2 separate regions of the Hordeum vulgare genome follow, and region 1 is linked to region 2. A link is a contact called in public Hi-C data. All regions are on one chromosome and are shown on one strand. The core of a region is the stretch at or near the end of the contact, and the rest is flanking DNA. Distances in the headings are between cores, read along the strand shown. Region 1 has its middle 24 kb from the start of LOC123398627. Region 2 holds the start of LOC123397756 (F-box/LRR-repeat protein 14-like).

Region 1 (2,888 bases), core at 303-2,802, 500 kb after region 2:
CACGCAAACAAAGAACGATCAAGAAACTGAAATTGCAATCTGGATATTGCAAATGTAAGAGGAAGCTTTATTGATGAAAGTGGGGTTTTGTGACGTCTTGGTTTGATCGTGGAACATAAACGAAGGACGCGAAGTTGTAGCTATGACGAATTTATAATATAAACAAAACCCGAGTCTAAACGGCGCCCTAAGGGTTGTATATATGCGGGGAATAGACGGGAATTTCATGACCCCTTGGAGGAGGGGTCCGAAACCAACCCTAACTCAGTTTTCCAACACATAGAGACTCTAAAAACAGCCTATATAATGTCGTATTTCGAAATTACATGGGCCTGGCCCAAAAATAAGGTGACGCGTCACCTATAATAGCCTATGGATAAAATTTATGAAGTGGCATCTTGTATATTTCGTCCAAGCCTTCATGCTCTTCTAACGGTGGTTTCAAAGTGCGAAAATTATCACTGCAAACTCCATTGTTCTTTCCCCTACGCACACCTTCTTCTCCATGTTTGATTCCACTCCAATGATCATCCTTCTTGTCCATGCTAGGTCCTTCATTCATAAGTAAAATAAAAGTATCTAATTCAGGCACCATCATATATTCATGAAACATTAAAAGGATTTTTAAAAAACGGAAGAATCTGGTAATTCAAATGACGTGCGCAAGCTCTAGTAATTGATTTAGTATGTATAGCTGCAGGGGCTATTATTGATGTCCTCATTCCAATGTGCTCGTAAATTTAAAATGCTTCTTGTCTTATAAACATATGACACAGGGGGGGGGGGGGGGGAGCGGACCACTGAACATTCATGTTCATGTTCCCCTTACCGGCTTTGGACATCTCCTAAAATAGTAAAGAAACTCATGGTGTTGTGTAAAGTTAATATAGGTGCATATAAAAAGTGAGAATATGGTCACATATCTGTACTGGTAAAAAATAAAATAGATATATTAAATTATGCAACAAAGAGATGTTCTTATCTTTTTTTTATTTTTATATTCATTTCATGTAGTAAATTCTAGTTGCTAAAATATATGGTATGTAGCATAGAGATCCTCCCTCCTCGTTACTATAGTTGGTCAGTAAGGTGTCGCTAATCTCGGTTGCATCTCAAGTGGGAAGTCGCGGATGGTGGACCAAAGCTCAATGAATTATGGGAGGGCACATCAAAGAGGTTTATGTGAATGATTTCCGTGTACTGATTGATTGGTTCGGAGGGCCGTCCAACACCGACTTTGATCCAAACTCGAAAGAATCCATCTTGCTCCCTGGCCCGCCAGCAGCGTCATTTTAATTCGTCTCGTCCTGTGGCCGAACACGAGCTAGCAACACTCGGATCAATTTAACAAAGACAATTAGACAAGAAAAGCCGGTGCCGTTGCTGGATCGGTTTGGCTGCAGAAAAGTTGGTGCCGTCATGCTGAGCCGGAGGTGCAATCCCGTCCACAAACAGAGAGTTAGGAAAAGCGACCACCCTCAGTCAGCCGGTACACGCATGCGCCGACCGACCAGGGGAACTTAAAAGGAGAATCTGAGGCGGAGAAAGGCTGCGACGCAACGTGAGGAGGTTTCTTGGATCGGACCGGCCCATGGTTTTCCCACTTCTCATGCGGTTCCCGCCAATGGAGCAGTTTCATTGAGGCGCATGCACGAACGTGATGGCTGACTCGGATTCTTGTGCCCTTCCTCTTGGCCTTTGATCGCTTGTCACTTCTTACGGATCCCTCCACGCGTACGTACGTAGGCTGCATCGGACTTGCTCTTTTTTGCGTTCCAAACTTTGAGCTCGAATGTGCCGGATCCAACAAATACACGAACCCACAAGCTAATTTCGCATGGGTGGGAAGGGAGGAGGCCCTGACCGACGTTGCTGCAGAGGCGAGGAAGCAGGTTGACAGATGGCTCGCTGGAAGAAAAAAAATCTAATCAACGGGGTGGCTTAGAAGGGCGATCGTGAGTTGTTCAGGAGGAGGGCGGCTGAAGGTAGAAGACGACCTAGAAGCCATGCGATGAGGATCCAACCACCAAGAATTTAAATGCATTTTGGTTTCAAACACTCAAACCTCGCTGTTAAGGTCAACTCCACCGTGCGACATCATCTTATCCGCGCGTCCGTTTGGGGTAGAACAGATGAATACCGCGGCTCAACGCGCGGACCCAAACGGATAAATGTCCGGATTTCGTATGTTTTCGATCCATCCCCGGTCCAAACTTGCGCCCAGTTTGGAAGAAACAGACATCGCGCGGACGCGCTCGCCGCACGCCCTTGTCCGTCCGTGACCCGCGTGTCAGGGACACAAGTACTCCCAGAAATTCCAACGCCTCCACCCCCTCTCCCGCCCCGCCGACGGCGCCGTCGCTATTCTCCGGCCACCTCATCCCCCGGCCGTTCATAGCAAACTCCGTCTCGCCATGGCCGCCACCACGCCCCCGCTTTCGCCCTAGTTTGGGCGTCGATCGGAGGAGGTTTGGCTAGCGCCGCCGTAGCCGGCGGCAGAGTGGATACGGCCGCAGACGACGTACCACGGCGGCCACGGCAGCTTCTGACGAGTACCCAGAGCGGCCAGTAGCCGGCCACCAACCACCCGTTCATCGAGGTGACCATCCTGGCCTCTTTGCCACCACGAGTGCAAGATGTTCGACACTATGCCCGCAAAGGTATGGACAGTGGTGATGAGTTTTTCTTTCACCACTTCATTTATTCATCGGATGATTCGTCGTCCGATGATGAAGATATTGTGGTGGCTGCAGTGATGGTTCATGACCACATCCAACGGCAACTTCCTCGATACAGGGGTCACTCCCTGGCTGTGCTCCGAACCTGAACCGCAACAGGGAGAGAGGCCAGGCCCTACTCTATGTCAATTACTTTGCGAACACACCGCT
Region 2 (2,946 bases), core at 122-2,621:
TCTCGCTGGCAATTTCCCCAAAATTAACTGCTCATAAACCAAACAACAATCATGGAACATCAATTGTCAGTTTCATGACTAACCATCGATTTCCATATGACCATATCCCTCATGAACATCCCATAATCCACCCATTCGAAATTCAAACTTGCGTAGCTTCATCCTTCCTGGACCGAGCATTATGAGGTCATACAGGCTGATTCCACTGCAATTCTTGAGTACAAGTTCTTCCAATGATCCATTCAAGCCTAGATACTCCAGCCACTCGGTACTGCCTACTTTCTCACAGTTGCTAAGGTGGAGGGAAGACAGACTCTTGCAAGCAACTGCGACCGAGAGAAGTCCACTAGAAGTTATTTCAGGTACAGAGTTCAGCCTGAGGGAAGTCAATTTCTCGCTGTAGCATAGATAACCAAGACCGGTGTCATCGATTTGTGAACAGAAACTTAGTGTGAGATCGGTCAGAGAGGGACAGCAAGATATAATCACAAAGAGGTCATGGTTGTCTAACTGATCCCCGTGGGAAGGTGTCCAGCCAGCGTAATCGATCTCTACTTTCCACAAATTGGGGAACCGGGAGAAGAGTGACACCAAAGCTTCAGTGGCAAGGCAAAGGCCACAACCAACCCGGATGGATCCCTTTTGTTCAGCCTGGATGGCGAAGAGACGCTTGGAGACAAGGGAAAGAGAATTCAAGTCACTTCTTTTGATAACCCTCTTGACGATCTCTGCCAGCAGTGCCTCCGGGAGATCCTCCATCGAGTGCTAGTTGGGACTGAGTATCCAGAGTGCTGGACTAAAAGATAAACTATAATGAGATCAAAATGAAGCATCTGAAGATAATTTACAATCAAAATTGATAATTGTTGTGTTCATCAGATTGCTGGGCAAAGAAAGAAGCTACTAAACGCATCATCAAGACATCAACAATAAGCTAAATTCAGTACAGTGCTTTACTTGCTTACTTCGCAGCTTGCACATTCGATTATACGACATTAACGGAACAACAATGTAACTAGAGGGTCGAGCTAACCTAGCTACTGATAATACTGGTTTCCTTGTCGCCTGTATCAATCAAGTAACCGAAGCGGAAAGGAAGGGCAAAAACGAAATCGAATCCGTGCGTACCACGAACCAACCAGCGGAGATATGCCGATTGAGAAGAACGGGACAGAAATGGTGGCCGCCGTGGATGGGCCGGGGGAGGACGGCTCTGTCTCCAGTCAAATTTGAAGGGCAAGTCCCAGACTGATTCCGAATGAGGAGAACCCTGAAACCCTAGTCTTTCCGGGCGAGCGCAAGGGGGCGAGATATTTTGCAGATGGTGAAGAACGCAGGAGGCACTGTTCTTCGCGGTGGAGAGATCTGTGTGCCTCTGTTTCATTTTGTTTTCTTTGCAGGGTCCGGAGGGCGGTGGCGCCGGCCGTCCGGCCAGGATCCAGAACGGTGCTCTCTTGAGCCGTTCGATCTGTCCTCTCGCAGCCGTCAGATCAGCATCTGACATCTCCCGCATGCAGAACGCTACACCCTCCTTCTACTCCCTCTTGTCTTTCGCAATAGGATTTCACCTCACTTTCTACATATAAAAGCAATAATTATCCAAACAAAGTACATAACTGTTGGGGTTGAACCCGTCTTGCGTCGTCAGTTTTTCCAGCTTTCGTTGTTTCCTTGAGTTAGCTAGTCTGTTAGGATTCAATTTTTCTTTCCCTAAAGATTAGGTCAGGGCCACAATACGTGCGCACCATGGCGAGTAGCTACGAGCAGCACGACCGACTCTCATGCATCGTGAACGTGGGATGGCATGTCTGGATCGATTGTGGGCTGATCGCGTGTAATGTGTTTTCTTTCGCACTGAATAAAACGGCAGGAGGCCGAAGCAGAAAAGTTGCAGAATTGCGCAGCACAAAACTCTCTCTCTCTCTCGCTCGTTTTGATCGCAACAAGTGGCATCAGAGCCGTTTTTCTCGATCCCGCGACCATGTCCGCCGATGGGCGTGGCGGCGCTCGCTCGCCGGTGAGGTCCCTGACTCCTCCGTCGCTGCGACGGGGAAGGAGTAGGACCAGGCGCAGTAGCCGCGCCATGGTGGTCCAGGAGCGCGTCGTGTGGGAGCACGGCGGCGGCTCGTTCGTCTACCCCGAGCTCACCTCGACCAACTACACCGAGTGTGCACTCGTCATGAAGGTCAACCTGAAGGCCCAGGACCTTTGGGATGCAATTGAGCTGGGGTGCGACGTCGAGCGCGAGGACAGTGCGGCCATGGCGGCGATCTTGCGCGCCGTGCCCGCGGACATGCACGGCATCCTTGCTGTCAAGCCGTCCGCGAAGGAGGCGTGGGAGGCGGTGAAGGTGCTGAGGATGGGCGTCGAGCGGGCGCGCCAAGCGACGGCGCAACGCCTCTGCAGCGAATTCGAGTCCATCTCCTTCAAGGATGGGGAATCCGTCGATGCGTTCGGGATGCGGATCACGTCCCTCGTCAACAACATGCGCACTGTCGGAGACAACATTGAAGATGCAAAGGTAGTCACCAAGTTCCTTCGAGTTGTTCCATGGTGCTATTCACAGGTGGCGATTGCCATCGAGACGCTGCTCGACGTGAGCACTCTCACGATCGAGGAGTTGACGGGGCGGCTCCGCTCTATGGAGGAGCGCTACGGCCTCGACGACTCCGACGGCTCAAGCTCCGGCACCCTCCTGATGACGGAGGTGGAGTAGGACGTGCGCCGGAAGAACCGTGAGCGTGGCAACGGCGACAACGGCAGCGGCGCCGACGGCAACATCAACAACGGCGACGGCACCGACGCCTCTGGGTCCAACTCCAGGGGGCGCGGTGGGCGAGGACGCGGCCGGGGCGGCGGTTCGCGCAACGGCCCTCGCCCCACAGACCAGTGCAGGTACTGCAAGAAGCTGGGTCATTGGGCACGGGACTACAACACAAGGAAGTG

What was found. Hi-C and Micro-C count contacts between places; a contact is called where the count stands out from the background.
Region 1: a Hi-C map of leaf shows a contact between it and region 2, with 4 times the contacts expected there. The contact joins the enhancer-like site here to the promoter of LOC123397756 in region 2. A contact is called at or near these places in 3 of 6 Hi-C or Micro-C datasets (leaf and seedling).

What each region holds. Positions count from the first base shown.
Region 1 is chr5H:138,843,154-138,846,041 of MorexV3_pseudomolecules_assembly, forward strand. No RefSeq gene overlaps it. Among protein-coding and RNA genes, the nearest start is that of LOC123398627, 24 kb to the right of the region's middle. Within about 2 kb of position 1,553, at least 2 of the 3 cell types and tissues checked have open chromatin away from gene starts, as enhancers often do. A contact at or near this core is called in leaf, where this site is marked.
Region 2 is chr5H:138,343,883-138,346,828 of MorexV3_pseudomolecules_assembly, forward strand. LOC123397756 (F-box/LRR-repeat protein 14-like) reads right to left here and starts at 1,372. Exons shown (of 3, transcript XR_006610021.1): 1 at 1,129-1,372; 2 at 1-796.